Linked DNA regions of Rattus norvegicus: region 1 is linked to region 2. A link is a contact called in public Hi-C data. All regions are on one chromosome and are shown on one strand. Each heading gives the region's core, a stretch centred on a gene start, on an enhancer-like site or on the middle of the called end of the contact. The rest is flanking DNA. Distances are from core to core; before and after follow the strand shown.

Region 1 (5,309 bases), core at 1,255-3,754, 280 kb before region 2:
TTTTTTTTAACTAAAGCTCCTGTATCTGAAACAATCCCGTTTTCAAAAACACGCTGTTTTTCCTCAGCAGTTCTTTTTTTTTCGGAGCTGGGGACCGAACCCAGGGCCTTGTGCTTCCTAGGTAAGCGCTCTACCACTGAGCTAAATCCCCAGCCCCTCCTCAGCAGTTCTTAAGCCCTGCCTAAGCAGTCAGTCATGTTCCATCGTAGGTCACTTAGTACCTGTTAGTAACAACGAGGAGAAAAGGATATCAATGCTGCAAGCGTTATTTCACTGTGGCTTGGAATTTGTGCAAATCCCATTTATTTTCTAGCCAGTGAAGCTAGACTGAAGCTGGATAAGAAACCAAGATGTGGGATTTGCATCCAATATACTACAGAAATTCTGCCATCTGCAAAAAAAAAGAAACAAACAAACAGGGAAGATTTGTGAGGATCCTCTCCAGACCCAAACTCCCCATCTGTACTATCATGACTTAAGTCAAACAAACACACCAACCCCACCTAATCTGCAGGTAGTTTTACTCTCCCAACACAGGCTGAGTCACATGGTTAAAGGACAAATGCATGTTCCCCAGTAATAACACCTTATCAAACTGCCCTCAGCCCTGTAACTGAGGTGGTTATATAAATGACAGGACACCACAACGAGCAAGTATCTTAAATTTGTTTTTTGCTTTCTCCCTCCCTCTTCTACTTCCGTTCCTTCATTTCCCATCCCCTCTTACTTTTATTCTCACCTGCCCATAAATTAGCCTCAAAAGTGACAGTTAGCTCTGAAGGTAGGATGACATTTTAAAACAGAACAAAGGCATACGTACATACACATAAGCTTGAAAGAGGTACTCAGGGTTTACAGCCAGACCTCCATGACTGAGGGAATGTAGCTCAGTGGGAGAGTGACCTCTAAATTGAAGTTTAGTTTTACAGAAGTGTGATCCATAGGTGGGTTACGGAATGTGAGGAACATCCTGAATTATGTGCAAAAATGTTACATAAAACTTTAATTTTTAAACCATATTCTCAGAAATGATTTCCAAATAAGTCATATGATAATTAATTTATGCTTATAGAGCACCAAATGTGTATGGTACTGAGTCCGATCACATTACCTTACTGAATCTTCAACAGTCTGACCAGAAAGTAGCACATGGTGAGGATAAGATTAAGCCTTTTGTTTCATTGTAAACAAAGGATTTTCAGATACGAGAGATATATTTATTGACTTCATGGTTTTAGGTTAGCATTCTCCTTCTTGTCTGCACATCAGAATCCTGAGGAAACTGCTTTGGTAATTCCAGTAGCCAGGTGGAGTGGCGGTAGCAGCACATGCCTTTAATCCCAGCACTCAGAGGAGACAGAGGCAGGTGGATCTCTGAGTTCTAGGCTAGCCTGGTCTACAGAGCAAGTTCCAGGACAGCTAAGACTACACAGAGAAATCCTGTCTTGAAAAATAAAAACAAAAAAAAAAAACAAAACAAAAACAAAACAAAATCCTAATATCCAAGCCATATTCAAGATCAATCAAGTCAGGCTTCTCTTTCCCATCCCTTCTGGCTTTTATTCTCTTTTGCTCATAAATTAACCTTGCAGGTGACATAATTAACTCTCAAAGTAGGATAACATTTTAAAACAAATGGGTTTAGCATCCCACCCCCCACAACTTTTTAGAAATCAGACTACAAGGTTTCATTGCAGCATTTTCATACATAATTTGCTTTTGTTCAGATTCCTTCCCACTGAGCCTTGAATTCCTAGGCAGGCAGTGAAGGCATATATATATATACCTTTAATCCCAGTACCCAGGTGGTAGAGGCAGGCAGATCTCTGAGTTCCAGCTTGGTCTACAGAGCAAGTTCTAGGACAGCCAGAAAACCTTTCTTGAAAAAAACAAAAACAAAACAAGCAAAAAAACTCAAAAGAAAACAAAATTCCTCCCCCTTTCTCTCCATCCCCTTTTGTACTCATCCCGCTTTAGCAGCCCCTCCCCTTTCTGCAATCACGTCACATGTGTTCTATTATCCCCCTCCCTTCCTGATAATCTCTATTTCCTCCCTCGGTCTCCTTTCTAATTGCATAACCTATCCCCACAATCACACACACACACACACACACACACACACACACACACACACACACACAAATACAGAACGATTCAGGAATTTGCAAGTCATTCTGGCACAAGGCCTTGCTAATCTCTGTATCATCTCAATTTCAGTATATGTGCTGCCAGAGAGAGCATACTTCTAGATTTTCAAGAATTACTGATCCAGTCTGATAATCCTTACTCCAAAAAAACCCACCTCTTTGACAGTCCCTTATGACTTATCCTACCTGGCCCCACCTCAACCAAAAGGCTGGGTCCAGGTGGCCCTTAATTCAGGTTGCTAGCTTTCACTTCCTGAGTCCATCCACTTGGCCTTTGAGGGCACCTAAAGACCCACCTCCACACGGTTGTTCCCCAACAGATACTGTCTTCTTTTAAAACGAACCTTGCACTTCCTCTCCTACTAGCCTGCAATAGCCCTTTACGTAACAGGCCCAAGTCTTTTCCATCTGATTATTATTTTAGCATCTTGCCATGCCCTGGACATCGAGAAAATACCTGGAATAAAATGCATGCACAGGAATGGAGGACCAGGGCCACAGGAATCAGTGACCGCTTTGTCACATTCCACTCCTAGAAGGAAGTTGGGACGGTTGTCACAGTAACACTGGTAAGAACAGTAACAATTATTAAGTTCTTACCGGTGCCAGGCATTATGCTAAACCCTTTCGGTGCACTAACTGACGCTAGACTCCACAACCACGGGAAGCAAGTCTTATTACTACTTCTTTAAGCCAATGTAGACATATGACAGCCTGGGCTCTTTTCTGGACTGTCTCTGGGCATAAAATGCGTAATTTTTTCACCTGTAAACCGGGAACAATAGTCAACCCTGGCAGCACCAAACAGACAAAATTTAATTATGCTACTGTTGCAAACCGGAAGCCACTCCAGCAGGACGTGAAGCCCCTCCTCCGCCAGCTTTCCCTAGCTTGGGAAAATCCTATTCATCTTCCCGGCCACTCCCTGCAGGCTCCAGCGCTGGGGTCAGCCTGGGTCTCTCTCTCCGCAGTCTGCCAATCGCCATGCAGACGTATTTGTACGACTCCCAAGCAACACCCGACAGGATCAGGCAGGGCTATAGGCCCGGGGCTAGCAATGGCGTAGAGGAACTGTTCCCCGGGCGTGCGGCAGCCGCAGGGCCCATCCGCCCCGCCCTGTACCCTCAGGGCCCACGGAGCCGGCCTCCCCGCTCTGTCCCGGGCAGGGAGCCGAGTGTCCACAGAGCAGGCCCGGCCACTCGGCTCGGCCTCGCGCGCTCACAGCGCCTCCCCGCCGTACCTTCCGGCCGCTTAGCTGAGCCGGGCCCGAAAGTTCCGCAGTATGCCCTTGACTGGGGCCCTCGCAACACGCTAGCCAGCCAGGCCTGCAGTCACCGGGCACCACCTGAGAACCGCCTCTTCCGTCTCCAGAGCTGTCAGCTGAGAGGGGCGGATGCCGGGGTAGGGAGTGCTCTGCGCAGCCGCCGTGAGCGCATCTGGCTCCTGCGCGCCCTCTACAGGTTGTGGCCATCGCTGCAGGAGCCGCCGCCTATCGTATGCGCAAACAAGCTTCAAACCCTCAAATTTGTAGAAACGCAGGTTTTTACCAATCCCTAAACGTGAACCTGAAGTAACGGTCTACCTGGGGGCAGAGACACCTTTAACAATCAATCTCAGATTTGGGATTCACATCTTGAGGTGAATGGTGCATCCATCTTCCCATGTTTCCCTTAATGACTCATGTTTTTAAAAAAATATTTATTTATGTATACATTGTTTGTCTTCAGACAAACCAGAAGAGGGCATCAAATCCTATTACAGATATTTGTAAGCCATCTTGTGGTTTCTGGGAATTGAATTCAGACCTCTGGAAGAGGAGTCAGTGGGCTTAACCGCTGAGCCATCTCTCCACCCCCACTCCCCTTTAACTCATTAACTCACTGCGTTTATTAACTGCTGCATTTACTGAGCAGTTGGAGGCTTCGAGCACTGTGCTTAGAGCTATATGTACATTTTCCTGCTCTTTACCAAAGTCTCATTATCTGGGTCTGTCTGCTAGTCTCTTTTACATAGGAAATTGAGACTCGGTTTCAATATGTTACTAAAAGCCAAAATGATTATTGACATAGTTAGCCGGATTTAAAATGACATCTCTTACTTCAAAGCATAGTACAAACATTAGCTAAAATGGACCAGATATTTAAATGTGAGAGGCATATCCATAAAACTCTAGAAGTAGTTTCAAGAAACGTAAGATTTATAAAGAAATATTTGTGTTTTAGGGGACCCTACTAAGGAAGTAAAAAGACAACCCATACTATAAGAAGTATGGCTGGGGGGTTGGGGATTTAGCTCAGTGGTAGAGCTCTTGCCTAGCGAGCATAAGGCCCTGGGTTCGGTCCCCAGCTCCAAAAAAAAAAAAAAAAAAAAAAAGAAAAGAAAAGAAAAAAAACTATATTTGCATAAACATTTGGTCATAAACGTTCATGGCAGCAATGTGTACAAGAACTAAAACTTTGTCAATGAATGAACAGAATGTGGTATATCCAACAATAGAATAGTATTCAGCAACTAAAAACAATATACAAATACGTGTCCCAACATGGATGAACCCGGAAAACATTATGCCAAGTGAAAGAAGTCAGATACAAAAGGCCACATTTTGTATTTTCCCATTTATATGGTTAGCAGGAAGGTTATGGGAGGTAACCATTAGTATTTTTGAGGAATAGAACAATGTAGAATTAGTAGTGGCCACTGTACAATTTGGTGGATGTATTAGACACCACCGACTATGTTTTTTAAATAGTTAACTTTTTTAGAATTGTATCTTGATTAACAAGAGGGGACTTACAGAGCATTCATCTTGACATTTAAACAATACAGACATGTTTTAATCCTGGGAACCTTCAAGTTAGTGTGCTTCTAATGATCTATTAAGGTCCTGTGTTCTCGTTCTGTATCCTTCTCCCTGGACCCCATCCCCGAAACCCCACTAAAGTAGATTGCAGATCTGGGATTCTAGGCCAAGCATAGAAGAATCTTCAGGTCTTAGCTAAGTGAGAGAACCTGGGATAGCTACATACCCTTTAACGATGCGAAGGGAGAAAAGAGAACCTCCAATAGAACCAGATACCTTGTGATCTCTCAGATGTAAAGAGCAAAGGGGTTCAAGAATCACCTCAAGAGAGTCTCAAGGTTGGAGCTGGAGGTAGATTGTGA
Region 2 (5,283 bases), core at 1,677-4,176:
GAAAGAGAGAGTGCTGGCTGGAGTAGAAACTGGCCCCTGGGACCTACCGTGGAGGCCCTTCCTGGCCTCAGCAGTGATTGAAGTCCTGTGGCTGGTTGCCTAGATAAAGTTTAAGTTCCTTGGGGGAGGAGCAGAGGCTCAGGGGTTAGACACTGACTGTTCTCTCTTCACAACTGAGGGAACTAAAGGACAGCTTTCGTCTTTAGCCACATAGCACGGAAGTAGTGAAGTTAAGATAAGAGCCCATGCTCTTTGACCCTAGCATCTCACACCGTGTTCTGTCGACCACAGCCCCTGTCTTTGGCCTTGGCTGCCTCGGTGTTCCCTCCCTGTGGCTCTCTTTTCCCCTTGCTTCTCCTTCACACTCAGTGCTTCCATGCAGGTTCCCAGTCACCTTGGGCTGCAGAGTTGATTCAGCATCCCTGCCCCCCACCCAGCCCTGTCCATCTGCTGCTTACCCCCTCCCTGCCCACCCACTTACCGGCACTGGCTTGAGCCTTCAGCAGGTGTCTAGGCTGCCCCTACTCCACCCCCGCCTCCATGCACCTGTGTCCCTTGCACCTGAGACCCTTCCCTGATGTCACTGTCCCTGGGCTGGAAGCCAAGTGCATACATCTGGGGATATTTTCCACGGATTAACTAGCTCATATCAGCTCTACTGTTGTCCTCAGGCTCACAAGAGACTGACCTGACAATCAGACCCTGTCCTAACTAAGGCCTCACAGAACTGGACACCTTCAGGAGAAGCTAAAGGTGTCCTGGTACTGTGTTCCCAGGTCCCACCCAGACTTGTCAAAGCCAATGAGGGTAGTAGAAAGAGAAGACAGGGAATGGGGCTGCTCAGACCCCTACTATTTCTAAGTACAGACTGTGTCTGGGCTAGCAGTTCTGTTTCTTGTCCTCTTGTAGACAAAGGATGCTGGGATCTATTACATCCCAAGCTTTGGGAGAACATGGAGCTCATGTGGACAGCTCCTGGCATAGCCCCTAGCACACAGTAGGTACATGGCAAGCAGTAGAGTCCTTCTTTCTCTTTTGATAAGGTTTCGACTCAGTCATCTTCCAGTCAGAGAGAAGAGCTGGACAATGCAGGGCCTGTTGTCAGCCCTGCCACACCCAGCTATGGGATGGTCCCTGAGGGGCCCTGAGCACCTTCTCTCTTCCCCAGGCTTCATGGTGTAGGACCGGGGCAGCTTGGTGGAAAGGGAGGAAACTGACTGCCAGGACAGAGCTACACAATGTACTCTGTCCCTCAGTGTCATTCCGTGCTAAGTGCATCACACTGAAGAAAACATATGTCCATGTCCATGATGTCATTGGAAAGTCACAGGAGCCCCAGTGACTTAGGTATGACTAGCTTCCTTCTACTGCAGCCACAGAGGCAGAGGCAGGACTTAAACCTGGATCAGCTCCTCCCTTAATGCAGGAGGATTACCTTAGCCACTATGCCATGTGCTTCTACACGCCCTCCCCAACAGGACCATCCAGCTCCTTCTCCAGGGAGGAGCTGGGGCAGGCCCACCTGCTCTGACGTCACCCCCATGAGCTGTCCTGTCCTTCCTACTGGGACCCAGTGGAGTGAGGCAGGGGCAGTGGGAAGAGCCCGGATGACACTGAGCTGGGTTGGAACAGAAGAACAGTGAGCCTGGGGAAAAAGTCATGAAGGAAAGGGTTCTTTACTGTTGAGATAGCTCTGCCATCTTCCAAACATTTCCTCCATTTCGAAATGGAGCACCGAGCCCCGGAAATCAGGACAAAAGCACCACCCACAGCTCTGGTCTCGATGACTCAGATTCCACCTCCCACAGCCTCCTCCTGTGTGTGTTTCTGAATGTGTGTACCCGCGCGTGCGCCTGTCAGTGTGTGAAGCTGTCAGCTGTCTGTATGCTCATGTGTGCACGCACAGACAGGAACCCACTCATGCACATGCCCGAGCTGTGTCCGTCTGTAAATCTTTCTCCAAGTCCTGACCGTGCAATGACCCACAAGGCCAGCAAGAATCGAAATATTAACAGTTTCATGCTTCCTGTGTTTTAAGGCAGTGTGTTGAGCATTGGCATACTTATAATAGCATGAAACTCCAGACTGCAGAGTGCCATCATTAATCCCATTGTACTGATGATGAAACTGAGGCACAGGGAAATTAAACTTCTTTTTCAAGGTCACTCAGCCAGGAAATGGTGAATTTAACAGCTGCCAGTCGGTGTACAGTATCGTGGTCCTTCCCTCCTTATATCCTCTAAGGTGTTTGGAGAGGCCAAAGGACTCCTTGGTGACCAGAAGTCAGCGTAGGTCCCTGGAGAAAGACCAGAAACCAGAGTCGTGTGTGTGTGTGTGTGTGTGTGTGTGTGTGTGTGTGTGTGTGCGCGCGCGCGCGGGTGGGGACGGGCAAAAGGCAGATAGACACATGAGCAGGAGGGGGCAGGGCAGCTGTCTCAGAACAGGTGTCAGAGAAGCTGTGACAGCCACTTAGAACCACAGTGGCAAGCCTCCTTTACATGGCGATTTGCATGTATTTGCATACATTTGCATCACCAAATCTGTGGAATCGGTCTTAATGGTCCCTGCCTCTGAAGACTGGCAGAAAACGGAGAGGGTGGGAGTGACAGGGAGGGCCTTGGGAATTCAAGAAGGAAACGAGGGAACAGGCAGAGCGCTGAGGTTCTGGGAGGCACAGGGTACTGTCAAGACAGTTTCAACAGGAAAGATGGAGGCTCTCCCAAGTGCCCTCAAGGAAGCCTCATCACCCCTAGTCGATATCTAACTACTGGGCACAGCAGGAAAGGGCGTGCGCGGGGAATGCAGAAATCTGGAAGAGTGGAGGAAGGCTGGGGACCTTCGCTAGTGGTAGCGGGTAGGGCTTTGCACAACGCCTCAGCCTCGGGGGAGAGGGGAGGAGGCGCCCACTGGCCGGCGGAGGTCAGTGGCTCGGTATAACAGCACCATCTCGTGGACATGCACGGAAATGCGCCTTCTTGGTCACAGCCCCTTCCTGCAGCTATCTCCAAGAAATGCCTGCCTTTTTGCCTGTTTCTACAGGTATATACAGTGGAACCCGGTCAAAGAGGCCCTGGGAATTTGAAATAGTCTAGAGGATCACGAGACTCATACAGCTTAATTGTGGAAAGTGAGAAAAACATAGCTATGTCAATCTCAACAGAGTGACCTTGGAAAATTGACCTCATTCGGTTTCCTTATACAGTGGGGGAGGGGGTGATAATATTTGCTTGTGAGAATGAACGGATATGGTACAGGTGACACGCTTATTGGAACGGCCCGGGGAATAACATTTAAGGCTTGAGAACTGCATAACCTTGAGACTTCCTGGAAATCTGTACTCCTGCCTCTTATGCCCCCCTCTTTCTCCACCCTGGTGCTGGCCCAGCTTTCAGCACAATGGCCACACTCGAGGGGTATTTCATCAGCAAGACTGGTGACCATTTGTTTATGAGTACGGGGGGAGGGGGTATCAAGGCCTTGGGAACACAGTACTCTAACCTGCTCCTATCTGGAGAGAACTGGCTAGAGTGTGAAAGGAGGTCAGGGGCTATAGGTGAGGGGTCAATTCCCAACGAGTCAGAAGTAAAAAGAAGTAAAAACCTTTGAACGGGAGCAGATACCAAGGAGCCTTCTTAGAGTCCCTGTGGCCACTTGATAGTTAAGGAAGAAACACCGGCCTGACTCCAGAGGTTGAGTGTATGCTTTGCTGGTGGGTTGGAAGGCGACTGCTGCCACTGCTGGGCAGTGGGAAGGACAGTGGCTGAGGGAGGTGGAAGCACAGAGCAGTGGTCCCAGGCAGCAGCTTTTTCTCCACAAAAGTGGAAGAAGTGTGGCTATTCCTTGACTCCTAGGAAATAAAGGATGGAGTGTTTGGTTGGATTGGAACCTGATTCCCTTGTTGTTGTTGTTGTTGTTGTTGTTGTTGTTGTTTGTTTGTTTGTTTTTTTGAGATAGGGTCTCTCTATGTAGACTTTGCTGTCCTGGAACTCCCTCTGTAGAACAGGCTGACCTTGAACTCTGAGATCTGTCTGCTTTCCTCAAATGTTCAGACTAAAGATGTGTGCCACCACCACCTGGCAAGAGGCTGATTCTTAAGGCCAAGAGTCAGTGACAGAGATGGAAACTTGGGGGTGTGCACTGAATGTGCAAAGCTCTGGGTCTCAAGTAAACCCCTTTGCAGCACCTGCGGCCAGAAGCTTCCCGACAAAGAGGCAGAATGATGTAATGCAGAGTGAGCATCTCTGCCACTCAGAGAGAGGTCCAGGTGCTAGGGACTGGAGCTGTACAAGTACGGTGCTCAGCCACCTTCCCCCAGGCTGAGTTTCACTTCCTTGACTCTGCTTGCCTTTAGCTAACACCAGTGCCACTCAGGCCTCAGGGGGAAGGTTGGCTGCACTGAAGCCTCTCTTTAACCCTGGAGAGGAAAATGATTTGTCCTTAATAAAAGCCAGTGCTTTCTCCAGCTTTGGACTCATCTTGTTTGTCTATGGTGCTCCTATCAAAGAAGATATGTGGCACATGCCTTTTATCCCAGCACTCAAGAGGCATGTGGATCTCTCTGAGTTCAAGGCCAGCCAGGGCTACATAGTGAAACCTTTGCTCAAAAAAGCAAAACAGACAGACAGATAGACAGAAGGTTCAAGATGAGGCCATGTAAGACTTTTATAGTTTCAGGATACTTTAGGACTTAGGTTCATTATTTGGTGTGAGGTAGTGAGGTGGTTAGTAACAAGCTCATCATCCTAACTCCAATGTATCCTCATGACCAAGAAGCAGCCAGCAAAGGGGAATAGGAGGGCAGGCCTTGGGTCACTCAGGGAAGAGGATGGCAGGAACATGATACATGTATGGCTGGGCTCTGAGGCGCTTCTGATATATTCTAAACAGCACTTGATCCTTTCTATACAGAGATTGTAGGCCCTTAGGGGAAGGATGTGACACCTTGCCCTTAGCTGGGAACTATTGGCAACTGCTAGGGAGGGGAAGTCATTTTTTCTTGGAAGTGTAGCAGCTGGGAGGTAGCCTGAGCATATGCAGGCATCGCTAATTGAACTCAGTTGGGTTATTAAAAGAAAAAAAAAGAGGAGGGGGATATGGCTGGAAAAAGACTCAATAGTTAAGAGCACTGACTGCTCTTCCAGAGGTTCTGAGTTCAATTCCCAGCAACCACATGGTGGCTCAGAACCATCTGTAATGGGATCTGATGCCCTCTTCTGGTGTGTCTGAAGAGAGCAACAGTGTTCTCTTATACATAAAATTAATAAATCTTTAAATAAGCAAACA

Evidence for each region. A called contact is a pair of places that touch in the nucleus more often than the background predicts.
Region 1: a contact with region 2 is called in a Hi-C map of Schwann cells, with 9 times the contacts expected there. The contact joins the promoter of Rnf14 here to the enhancer-like site in region 2. A contact is called at or near these places in 12 of 12 Hi-C or Micro-C datasets (the A7r5 cell line, the Rat2 cell line, Schwann cells and 7 more) and 1 of 1 datasets of contacts at active chromatin or transcription factors (oligodendrocytes).

Annotation. Positions count from the first base shown.
Region 1 is chr18:30,381,040-30,386,348 of GRCr8, reverse strand. It overlaps Rnf14 (ring finger protein 14), which reads right to left and starts at 2,504. Exons shown (of 9, transcript NM_001034995.1): 1 at 2,444-2,504; 2 at 222-391. LOC120098448 (U6 spliceosomal RNA) reads right to left here and starts at 2,241; the gene lies at 2,139-2,241.
Region 2 is chr18:30,097,999-30,103,281 of GRCr8, reverse strand. No RefSeq gene overlaps it. Among named protein-coding and RNA genes, the nearest start is that of Arap3, 16 kb to the right of the region's middle. Within about 2 kb of position 2,926, at least 59 of the 93 cell types and tissues checked have an H3K27ac peak or open chromatin away from gene starts, as enhancers often do. A contact at or near this core is called in the A7r5 cell line, Schwann cells, liver and 1 more, where this site is marked.